2 separate regions of the Mus musculus genome follow, and region 2 is linked to region 1. A link is a contact called in public promoter capture Hi-C data. All regions are on one chromosome and are shown on one strand. The core of a region is the stretch at or near the end of the contact, and the rest is flanking DNA. Distances in the headings are between cores, read along the strand shown.

Region 1 (6,140 bases), core at 2,727-5,226:
TTTTTATTTATCTCATTTAGCCAAGAATCTGGGTTGAGGTAGGGACTTGTTTACCGGCTAGTTGATTGGTAATTATTTGAGCAGCAAATACATTAGCACTTGATCTAAATAAACCTATGTCAGCCTCATAATTCTCAGGTTAGCCCTTGTGTCAAAGAAATCTCTCATAGTTGCTAGCTTGTCTCCTCTGGGTAAAGAGAGTATGAGAGGATTTTTGTGTAAATTTTGATATATTCAAAAAAGTGTCCAGTTTCTAGGTTGTTCTTGAAGCAATAGTTAATGCTTAGTTAGTATGTTTACTTAACCTCTCTTTGCCTTCCAGGGGTTATAATGAGAAGAAACTACAAGACAATATTCAGTGTGAGATTTTTCAAGTTCTTTATGAAGAAGCCATAGCATCTTACAAAGAAGAAATCGTGCATCAGCTGCCCAGTAATGAACCAGAACAGCTCGAGGACAATATCAACCAAATCTCAAAATGGATTGAGCAGTGGGTCAAAGATCATAACCCTTAACTTAGACACTGGCTAGCCAGGCACCACCTCCGTCCATCGTCCCAGATCTTAGGAGGCAGCAGCTGGTCTACACAGTGAGTTCTAGGCCAGCCAGGGCTGCACAGTAAGGCTCTGTTTCAAAGGGAAAAAAGAAAAAGAAAAAAAGCCTGGCTACCGTCACTCAGTCCACATAGTAGGAACACGGGAGGATGAGCAGAAGAAAGCTTGTGTCGCAGCTCTAGCTGCTGCCTGGATTTCTTTTTCTCCGTGAGAAACCTTACACAATCTCAGATATGAATATAACTTATTAAAGATTAAAAGTTGTCTTCAAATTGAATTGATAATAAATCTGGTCAATGGATACACATCTCTTTAATAGTAGGTGATCTCTTAGATAAAAATGGAAAATTAAAGATACATGGTCAGTATTGCTTTTATTTTGAAAAAATTAGAGGGGTGGGGTGGGGCTGCTGAGATGGCCGAGTAAGCACGAGCACCGGACCAAGGCTGAGACCTGAGTTCCGGACCCCACACACACACGACGGACGAGAGAACCAGCTCCCACTGGGTCTCATCGTCCGACTAACGCATGCGCGCTGGCATGTGCGCTCCCTCTCTCACACACACACAATGAGAAGTAGGCTTAAATAATTTGAGGGCTGGTGAGATGGTACCGTGGATAAAGTGCTTACCGCGCAAGCATGAAGACAAGCGTTTGGGTTGTAAACCCAGCATGGGGACAGAACAGTCCCTGGGACAAGCTGGCTAGCTAAATGGCTGGCATTGGCTAGCTCTGGGTTCAGCCCGCGGCTGCAGGAGTAAGAGAAGTCAAGAAAGACGGCTGACACCACACACTACGGGTTTTCCCTTTGGACTAGCGGCTGTGGGGAGCCGAGGAAGAGCCCAGTGAGTGGAGTCTGAGTACATGGGTACCAGCCATGGGCAGAGCCACGCTCTGGACCCCATAGCCTCAGACCCCTAGGAGAGCCTTCATCCCACCCCACCGCTGAGGCTCAGAGGGATGGCAAGCCTTCCTGTGGTGTATGTGGATGTTGACCATGCAGAAATGTCCCCATAACTTTCTCCCCTGGGTATTTATGGCATAGAGGCTGGTCTGAGATTAGGTCAATCTGTCTCCTTGATCCAGTTGCCTATCATACCCACTGCCTCCTTTCTTGTCTGTGCTAACTCCGCACAGTTCAGCTGTGTGCAGTAGCTCCCAACACGGGGAGCTACAGGGTGCTGAGGTTTCTCCATCACAGGGCCCAATCCACCTCATAGCCCGCTTGTCTGTCTATCGTCCGTCTGTCTGTCTTCATTCCCTTGCCACTCCTAGTCAGATCTGTCCCTGGAGCTACCCTGGATACTTGTTCTGTATACAGAATTTGGTATAAATGTTAGACTAGCCTTCTAGCCCACCTCTTTACTCAGATCACCTCCCTCCTCCCTCTAGGAAACAATGTTACTGGCTTCTGGTATATTGCAGAGATTTGGTGCCTATAAAATGTGTGTATATACACTTTTTATAAAAATAGTAATAGGACTGAGAAAATGGCTATCAGTAAAGTGTTTGCAAAGACAAGACTTCCATTCCCAGAACCCACCTTTTTAAAAAGATAGGTTTGGTGGCAGGCACTTGCTTATTAACTGAGTGCTGAAGAGGTGGAAACAGGTGGCTCTCTAGCTCTGGGGCTAGCCTAGCCTACTTACTTCATGCATTCCAGGCTGAAGTCTTAAAAATAAGGTGTCTTATTTTTTTAAATATTTTATGTCTTAAAAATAAGATGTGAGGTGCCTGAGGAATAGTCTCCAAGGTTGTCCCCTGGCCTCCATGGGCACACACATACTCTGTATTTTAATTTATGAGAGGATTGTATCATCTCAGAAAATACAAACCTCTCAATTATATTTTAGATAAATTTTTACCATCTTAAAATTCAGATTTAATAGCCCAGCATTAGTGGCACATGCCATTAATCCTAGCACTAGGGAGGCAGAGGCAGATGGGCCTCTCAATTTGAGGCCAGACTGGTTTACAAAGCAAGTCCCAGGACAGCCAGGATAAAGAAACCCTGTCACAGAAGAAGAAAAAAAAAATCTGATTTAAGATTTGGTGACTTTGCCGGGCAGTGGTGGCGCACACCTTTAATCCCAGCACTTGGGAGGCAGAGGCAGGCGGATTTCTGAGTTTGAGGCCAGCCTGGTTTACAGAGTGAGTTCCAGGACAGCCAGGGCTACACAGAGAAACCCTGTCTTGAAAACAACAACAACAACAAAAAAAACAAAAAACAAAAAAAAAGATTTGGAGACTTAAATGTAGTCTCGGGGTGTGGCTCAGTGATGGCAAATGTTTAGATGTACAAAACCTGGCTTAGTCACTCACTGTTCTACTGCTGTGAAAAAACACCGTGACCAAGGCAACTTATAAAAGAAAGCATCTGATTGGGAAGTTTGCTTACAGTTTCAGATGGTGAGTCCACGGCCATCATCGTGGGGAGCACCGCTCTGGAACAGTAGCTAAGAGCTTACACCTGACCCACAAGCAGAAGAGAGAGACTGGTCCACCTTCAGTGACACACCCCCTCCACCAAAGTCACACCTCCTAATCGGTCCCAAACCTAGTAGTTCCACTAACCAGAGACTAAGCATTCGAAAAATATAAGCTTATAGGAGCCATTCTCAAACAAACCGTCACAAGCTCACTGTGATTACCAGCACTTCAAAAAAAGACACACTTCACATCTGTTAAAAGAGTTGCTTGTGTGTGCGGTGTATTTGTAGAATAGACGAATGTAAGTACATGTGTGCACGTGTTAATGGACCTTGCAGTTCACACCAGGTGTCTTCTTTTCTCCATCCCCCTACCCGCCCGCCCCCATGCCCAGGAGTCCTGATATATTAGTTTTAATTAATCAATTTTCCGGTGGACATACGTTTGCAGATTTTTACTATCACAAACACATGAGTGATAACATATATTAGTATGCCGGCAGTCTGAAACATGTTTTTTAATGAGCTTTGAATTCACACAGCCACTCCTGGAAGTAGTGCACTAGTTTCAACACAGGTATAGAATCACGTAGCTAGGTGATTGCATGAAGTTTATGAGAAAGACTCCCAAGATAAAATCCGTTCTAAGTCGGATTTTCCTCATGTCTAAGTAACTAAGGACAATACAGACTAGACTGGCTCTAGTCTGCGAAGTTCATTAGTGCCAGAGAAGGATCTGATGTCTATTTCTACCAGAGTAATCTTCAAGCCTGGGAAAGTGTTTGAAAATAACAAAGTCTTCGGTTAAGGGTATTGGCACAGAGAATTAGAACACAACCATTTCAACAAGGTCATGAAGTTGATCCAGTATGGCGGATGGGTTAGTGCGAGGTAGCACCTGTGATAGGAAAGGAGCAGGGGTCGCTCTCCAGGCATTGCCTCCCGCTCCGCCTGTGCTTCAGCGCTCCCTCTGGCCCAGGCTGCCTTCAGGGTTCCTAACCGGGCTTTCTAATGCCGAAAGCCGGTGTTCCGAGATCTACCTCTCCGGGAACCCCAGCTCCGGCACACTTTTCTCTTAGGGGGTTCCTGAAGTCCCAAGGTTGGGACTCATAATTTTCCATGTATTGACGCTCACCTTGCCCCAGTCTGTTCTAAATCTCAGACTTTTATTTGCCCGTCGGTTTGTCCATCCGGCTTTGGAGCTGAAGTTGGAGGAGGGCAGCTAACATCCGGTTGCACGGAGGCACGGATACTGGGCTCAGGAGAGCTGAAGCGCCGCTGGCCCACCCGGACCTGGCGATCCTTTCGGGTCCCCTGCGGTGGTCGTGCAGTCACGTGGCCCGAGGACGCGTGGCGGAGTGGGGTGAGCCTCTGAAGGGGCGCGCGGGCTGCGCAGCGGAAGGTTCGATCCTTGGGACGGATGCGCAGAGTGCCAGCGTCAGGCCAGGACACCGGGAACCCGCGGTGGGGAGGGTATGGAGCCGAGCTGCCCAGGAGTGGAAACTGCAGGTGGTGGTCAGACTAGCAATAGGGCTCCTTTCCCCACATAGAGCCAGCCATTAATGGTCTGACACCGAAGAATACCGATTTCAAAAACTCTGTTTCTGTCTTTTCTTGCTATTATTTAACTATTAGTTTTGAGCCATAAAGCTGTAACGCACTAAATGCTATGCAATATCCTGGTTTCAATATCTTGAAACAAAAAGGAACGAACAAAAGCCCTCGAGAAAAACAGGAAATCTACGGAAGTGTGTGGTTTAGTTTAACCTGCGCTGGTGTCTTTGTCTCAATTTTTGATAAATGTACCCTGATGCTAACTTTAGAGGAATTTAAGTGACGGGCATAGAGGTCTAAATCTTTGCAACTTATTGTAAATCTAAAATTATTCTAAAGCTAAAAGTTAATATATACAGCCCACAGCAAAGAGAAGCGGCTCATGGTTCACCAAGGAGGGTTTATGTTAGTTTTTTCCCCACCAAGCCGGACAGGACAGGAAGTAGGTAGCTGTTTGATCAACTTGTTTGCTAAAAGCAAAGTTGTCAGGCTGGTGGGGGTAGATCCTGCTGCCTAAGTTTTTCCCTTTGGAATGTGTCCTCTCTCATTTCGCTTCAACAAATATCTTGGAGAATCTGTTAGATGTGAGCAAATGAGACATACCTTTATTGGAGCCATGGAATGTGTTAGGGTAAGAGAGGGACATCCTTAGATCTGTTTAAAAAGTATTGACTCAGCACGGTGTGTAGGGTGGCTCTGTTGGTTCAGGCCAGAAGTTATCATAAATTCAACTAGGAAATTCAAGTGCAAAGGATATGATTTGGGGAGATATTTGTGAGACTTGAAGACTTGGGGATTAAAGGCATGTGAGGATCAAAGAGAAAGGGGGAAATTGATTCCAAATTTACTTGATGCTTTTGAAACATAGATGACACATTTGACAAAATAGAGAACCCTAGAAGAGACCCGGATTGGGAGTGGGGAAAGAAACGAACTTGGTTTCAGTTGTATTAGGATTGTAGGCAGAATGTCCGGCTGGAAACGTGTGTTTAAGAGTGGTAACAGTGGAAGGCAGCCTATCCAGGAGGAGCCAGAAGAGAAGGAGCCTTGGAAGGCACAGAGGTGGCCCTCCTGGCAAAAGGGCAGGAGCTGCTTTGTTGCTTGGTTGAGAAGCCCTGGTGTCCCAGAGAGCAGATGTGGGAAGTTAAAGTGTCAGAGCTCCTACAGAGGCTTTGGGGGTGGGGCTAAATCTTGGCGTTAGCAATCAGCAGGTCACTATTTTTCAGTTATTTTAGTGAAAAATAGGAATATTGCTGACAGTCTATTCATGCTTGCCCTTCCCCAAGTGTCCAGAGGACCAGACAGGGATGGATATGATTTCTAGTCCTGGCTATACTGACCGGTTATCTGTGTTATTTGGGCAAGTCATGTATTCTTGGATTAGGAAAAATATCTCTCAACAAAATCAAAAGAACCCTTTTATGTCTAGAAATATTAATAGGGTGGAGGAATGTTCCATGGAATATGCTTTGCAAAATGCTGATACATAAACAGAAGTTTAATACTCTAAAAAATTTTTTTTTTAATTTATATGTTGTAATCTCACTTAAAAAGTAGATAAACTGGTACACAAATTCTTCCCTTTCCTGAGGGGATGCGATC
Region 2 (6,140 bases), core at 2,477-4,976, 3.4 Mb after region 1:
GGAGGGTAGAAGAGAGGCTGACTGGCATGGACTTCTGAAACCTCAAAGCCAACCCCCAGCAATACATTTCCTTCTACCAGACCACACCTATTCCAACAAGGCAGCCCTTCCTAATCCTTCTCAAATAGTATTCAAATACGAGCCTATGGGGGCCAGTCCCATTCAAACCACCACAGTGACTATTATCTACGTCTTCAAGTGACATACGAGTTAATATACTTACAGTAGATTACTAATACTAACCACTCCTTTCTACGCGCCGCCCCCCCCCCCCCCCGTTTCTTCGAGGCGGGTTTTACTCTGAGACCCAGGATAGCCTGGAACTCATAATCTTCCTCCCTCAAGCTATCACATGCTGAGATAGCAGGCACATACCACCATACCTGGCATATTACTAACTTCTAAGAAGATAACAATTTTGAGGCTTTTTATATATTTATTTCTTTGCATGCATGAATGAAGAGTCAGTCAATGCTGAGTATATAAGCAGTTTTCCACACTTGGAAGGCAAACAATAAGGCCACAGGTTTGTAGAGTGGACCCTGAGACCAGGTCAGGGAAAACATGAGGTGCAGAATGTTCCAGAATACTGAAGCTTATAATACGATTTTTGCTTCATAGATCTTTGTGGCGATAATGAAACCAATGGTGTATAAAACTGTTGCCATCTTTGCACTTAAAACTATTACTAACATTGGTAGACAAATTCAAGGCCTCACACTCCTGCTAAAAAGAATCTCAGTTGTATTTTAGGATACTCTTGCACTAACTACTGTTTATTAAGCCTCAACTCTTCACTGTGGACGTACGGCCAGACACATACACCTCTGAACAATGGTGTTCCAGTGGAACTGACTGCACAAATCACAGCATCTGTCAAAGTGAATGAACTGTGAGCCAAAAAACACCTTTTCTCCTCCCTTTCTTTTCATTGAATACCTTTTTTTTTTTAAGAAATTAACAAATTTGTTTGATACTGGGTCTTACCACATACGCTGAGCTGGCCTTCAACTCTTGATCCTATTGTCCATGTCTTCAACGCTGAGATTACAGGAGTGTGTTGCTATACTTGATTATAATACTATTTTTAATGACAAACAAATCAGAATTATTCTGTTTGTCCATCCAGTTATAGTCTATGGGTTCAATTCCAGCACAACAAGAATTGTGGGTTTAGAATGCCAGTAGGTGTGTGAGGTGGATCATACTTGTTATCGCAGCAACTGGGAGGCTAAGACATGAGGACTGTGAATTCAAGGCCAGCCTGGGCTTTATAGAGCAAGACCCTGTCTCAAAAACAAAACAAAACAAACAAAATAACAAGCAAGCAAACAAGCAAAGCTATCCCCATTGAAGTAATCAAGTGAGACTGTCACTTCAAGGAAAAATACAAGGATGTAGTCACTAATAAAATTCCAGGCTTCCAATGAAAACTAGAATGTTGGAGAATAGGATCTACTACAGTGAGCACTTGAAGACTTCTAATAAAAATGGATGGTAACCCTGAGGAATGTAACATTAGACAGTATGTAATAAAATAGGTCAACATCAGAAAAACTCCATAGCACAGCCACTTATTCCCAAATGAACTGTGACTGGAGTTTCAAAATTATGCAGAGTACCCTCCCAATTTAAAGATACACCAAGTGAACTTAGCATAGCAGCATAAGTAGAGTCAGTGGTACACGCCCCGAACTCTACTCTGCAGCTCACCCTTAAAAAACCAAGCACTGACCATGGTTACTTTAGAAAGCTATTAAAATATTCTTCTCTTGGGCTGGAGAGATGGCTCAGTGGTTAAGAGCACTCACTGCTCTTCCAGAGGTCCTGAGTTCAATTCCCAGCAACCACATGATGGTTCACAACCATCTGTAGCGGGATCTGATGCCCTCTTCTGGTGTGTCTGAAGACAGCTACAGTATACTCATATAAATAAAATAAATAAAGCTTAAAAAAATTCTTCTCTTTCTACCTATATATGAATGTGAAGTAAGGTTTTCCTTCTTAAATCAAAATAAAATGGAGAAACAGCTTAAATGTACAGGTATGTGTAGTAATCAAGCCATTTTGTATTAAGTCACTCCAGCATCCACTGACAAGATAAATGGAAAAATACGCATATATTTATTACTACTTGATAAACATTAATCTTTATGAATGTCCCAGTTTTTTTTTTAAAGATTTATTTATTTATTATTATATGTAAGTACACTGTAGCTGTCCTCAGACACTCCAGAAGAGGGAGTCAGATCTCGTTAAGGATGGTTGTGAGCCACCATGTGGTTGCTGGGATTTGAACTCTGGACCTTCGGAAGAGCAGTCGGGTGCTCTTACCCACTGAGCCATCTCTCCAGCCCGAATGTCCCAGTTTTAATTGTATATGGTTAACTATCGGTAGATATAATCGACAACAACAAAATTAATGTTCCTAGGTTTTCAGCAATTTTTAAAGGTAAAGGGGTCTTAATATTAAAAAGTTAGAAAAGAGAGCTAGCAGCGTTATAATGGAAATTTATTCTCTCTTCTTGCTTTCCATTAAATGGAAAAAAGAACTTCATTTGACAGCTTTACCACTTCCAGCCTGGAGACCAGAAAACAACAAACCTTGCTCAAATAATGGTCACAGTCATCAGGTGAACTCTGAAGAATCACTATTGTCCCCTGGGTGCACAAGGGCTAAGGAACACAGTGATCCACGCAGATGAGTGGCAAAGCACAATAGAAAATGACGAAAAGCAGAAATGCTGATGGTTGAAATAGTTGTGTGCACATCTACAAACCCCACAAAGTTCTTTTTTCCCCGTTGAACTTTCACATGAAATTTCAGTGTAAGGCAGATTTGGCAATGGGAGGTGGTGGCGGCTTTGTTCCCGAAAACCCGGCATATCCGTGCAAAGAATTTAATTCTCTCACCATTTTGCTACTGGTCTGTTGCAGAGGGGTGTGGTTAGAGCGCTAGGAAGCAATTCAAACCGTGTCCAAGCAACAATTCTGGACCAAGTCAATTTGCCAGGTTAAGAGATCGAATGTTTTAAGGAAGGAGGGATATAAAAATGAAGTTAGAAAGCAAGGACGGAAATAAGTATGAAAACCAAAGCGGTCTCGGGTGTATATTAAACGCCTGGACCGCTAACAAGTGCATGAGGTGCGTACGAAAATGCTTGCTTTCTGGAGTCCACAGCTGCGGCACTCTCTGTATCAGGTCCGCAGGTCTGAAGGGCGCGTCGGTCTATCCTTCCGTATTTATTTTGGGTTGGGTCTGTGAACCCAACAATTCTCACAGACTGCGGCTGAAGCAATCCCAAACAAAGGGGAAAGGACGGCCTCCTGGGGGAAGCGGCAAGGGAAAGGTGGCCCCAGGTTGCTGCACCAGGTGTCCCTACAGAGTCCATCAAGCAGGCAGAGGGAAAGAACAGTCCCAGAGGCATCCTGGGTGGGTGTAGTAGGGCTGCACCAGGCCCCACGGCTGTCGTCGACAGACGACCCCACCCTTGCCCACGGTCAAGGTTAACCCGCCCACTAGAGTACCTGTGGAGGCCTCGCAGAGCCGAAAGGCACAGGGTGATCATGGGCAGGCCGGGAGGCCGGCAGCAGCTGGCGCGTGGTCCTCCGGCTTGGTAGGTGCAGGAGGCGGGCGGTGGAGTCTGCGAGCCCGGAAGCCGAGAGCGGGCAGAGCGGAGCAGACCAGATCTCGAGACTGAGGCCGCTAGCCAGCGCCCTCCCACGTGCTGCAGGCCCACGCCTACGCCGTGGCCCCGCCCCTAGCCCCGCCCCGCATCCGGCTCCGTCCCCGCCCCGAGTCCATCGCCCCGCCCCTCTCTCTGCCCCGCCTCCACCCCACCCCTCCGTGCCCTGCTCCGCCCCTGGGGCGGATCCAGCAAGCACTGTCGTCCGAGAGCCTTGCGAGCAGCCGGGTGGGCTGAGGGGGCGGCGGCGGCGGCAGCATTGGAGCGGGGGAAGTTTGGGAGCCGTGGCCCCCTCTGCGATCCAGAACACCGCTCAAGCCCCGAGGACCGCGGGGACAGGCGGACCCGCTTCCCGACGCCCCCGGGCCCGCAGCCGTCATCTCGTGTCCTCTCGTGGTAAGGGGCTTCTCTCTGGAAAGGGTGCGTCTCCCGCAGCCCCAGATGGAGGCCTGCACCGCGCACCCCCTGCAAACACTGTCTGGGCTGAGGCAAAGCCGGGGTACAACGGGGAGGGAACCATGGGGGTGGGAGGTGGATGTGATTGGAGATGTAGGAGGGGAAGCTTGGAGGAGGTTGGACAGCTCTCCCCACCCCCATTCTGTTTCCCTCTTCTGCCCCGGGTCCTTAGTCAGAGAGTGAAATAACCTCTCTGGCCTAGGGAGTAGATTCGCCTTTAAAAGAAGTACAAAGCTAATAAACATCCTAGAAGCGGGTACCACACCCTGGCTGTGAATTAGGGATCCCGGGGAGCAGATTGCTGATACGATTTAGTGGAAATAAGCCATTAATGCCACCTGGCCCTGCGCCACTGTTTGGATGCATAGTATTCCATGTGAATGAACGCGGCCAGGAGCTTCCAGCTTGTCCACGAGAGCACAGCTACTGCAGGCAGGGGCAGATCGGTTTGTACTATCTATCGGGTTAGACGGTGATTTCTGACCAGTGTACTGATTAAATAGAAACGCCGGGTTTTAACAATAACACTCAATGGTTGAATAACCTTTCCACAGAGCCTTGTCGTCAGCAAGTGACTCTTAACCTACAAAAGTAGTAGAGTATAAATGATTAATACATTAAAAAAAATCTCTTGGAATAAAGGAAGATGCTCTCACTATGGCTCACATTCTGAGTCAGCAGTACGAGATCTCCCTCAACTTAGAAGCGAGGCCTTTCAAGGGTGATTCTCCATATGTCTGCACTCCTATACTTTCTTGTATCTGTATCATATATGCTGTTAAGACACGGTGAGCTCTAGGCGTTGCTACACATGTTTTGAAAATCTGTCTTTGTTATTTTTATTTTTTTACTGATGCAAGCTTTAACATAGTTGAATAGTGCTGGGTCTGAATGAGCATGTGGAATACATGACTATAACCACTTGTGCTTTCTGGACCCTTTAAAGAGAGAAAAGTAATCAAGGTAATGAATATTTTTGCTTTTATTGCTTTGAACTTGGTGGATGACCCTTGTTATTTTCTTCTTCTTTTTTAATCAAGGAGATATTTAAGCGTCTAAAATGTCATCTGTGAAGCCCCTAGTTTATGCAGTTATTCGTTTCTTGCGGGAACAAAGTCAGATGGATGCATATACTTCTGATGAACAAGAAAGTTTGGAAGGTAGGCACCTATTGTTTGTGTCCTAATTTTGTAAAGAAATACTAAAATAGCTACAATCCAAAGCTTATGGTTTTTAATAACAAAATCAGAATATTTTGTTGAGAGGCTTAACTAGATATGTTATTTCCATTTTTTGAGGTTTGTTTTAACTAATAGGAAATAGGACTATTTGTCTACTGAAAAATTACTGTCAGAAGTATGTCATTCATATTTTAGGGAAGTTTTTCATCATGGGAACATTATCCCCAATGAACAGACTAGGAAATTAGATTGTTTAAGCAGCAGAACGGCTACCATGTAACAAAGCTGATGTTTACATTCAAATCTATACTTCAAAGATTTCCCCCTATTTTCCTAATAGCAAAGAATCTCATTCTGAACATACGAAAATACCTTAGTCATGGCAATAGCACCGTGTTAAAAACAAAACAACTCAGTAATTAATTAGTACTGTTACCGAACTCTAGCAAACGGTGCTTTGGAGGATGAGAGAATTTCGCCCTTGTTTTCCGTGAGCTTTAAATCTTGGATTCAGTAAAGCTAAGCAGGACTGGAGGAGCACCATGGCATTTCCTTGACGCCATCACTTCATGTTTATGCATTATAAAATTTTAACTCGGTATAGCCATAAGAAGGCAAAACGATATAGACAGGCTGGTGAAAGTTCAGTGAGCCTAGCTTCCTTGTGGTCTGCAGACTTAATTATCACAATGGGAGCACACTGGGGAGAGCTTAATAAATAGCAGGCAGGTTGGAATTCCCTTCTCCGAGCTGCCTCTCCTATAGAGGGGATCATCTATTAATTCTGTATACTTCCTTTGTCGACATGCTTTAAGTT

Evidence for each region. Promoter capture Hi-C pulls out the DNA fragments that hold promoters and counts their contacts.
Region 2: a promoter capture Hi-C map of cranial neural crest shows a contact between it and region 1. The contact joins the promoter of Nln here to the promoter of Ccdc125 in region 1.

What each region holds. Positions count from the first base shown.
Region 1 is chr13:100,665,505-100,671,644 of GRCm38.p6, forward strand. It overlaps Ccdc125 (coiled-coil domain containing 125), which reads left to right and starts at 3,977. Exons shown (of 12, transcript NM_183115.5): 1 at 3,977-4,347. Ak6 (adenylate kinase 6) reads left to right here. Exons shown (of 5, transcript NM_027592.3): 5 at 323-911. The coding sequence ends at 515.
Region 2 is chr13:104,105,888-104,112,027 of GRCm38.p6, forward strand. It overlaps Nln (neurolysin (metallopeptidase M3 family)), which reads right to left and starts at 3,727. Exons shown (of 13, transcript NM_029447.2): 1 at 3,529-3,727. The coding sequence starts at 3,569. Sgtb (small glutamine-rich tetratricopeptide repeat (TPR)-containing, beta) reads left to right here and starts at 3,854. Exons shown (of 11, transcript NM_144838.2): 1 at 3,854-4,082; 2 at 5,183-5,302. The coding sequence starts at 5,203.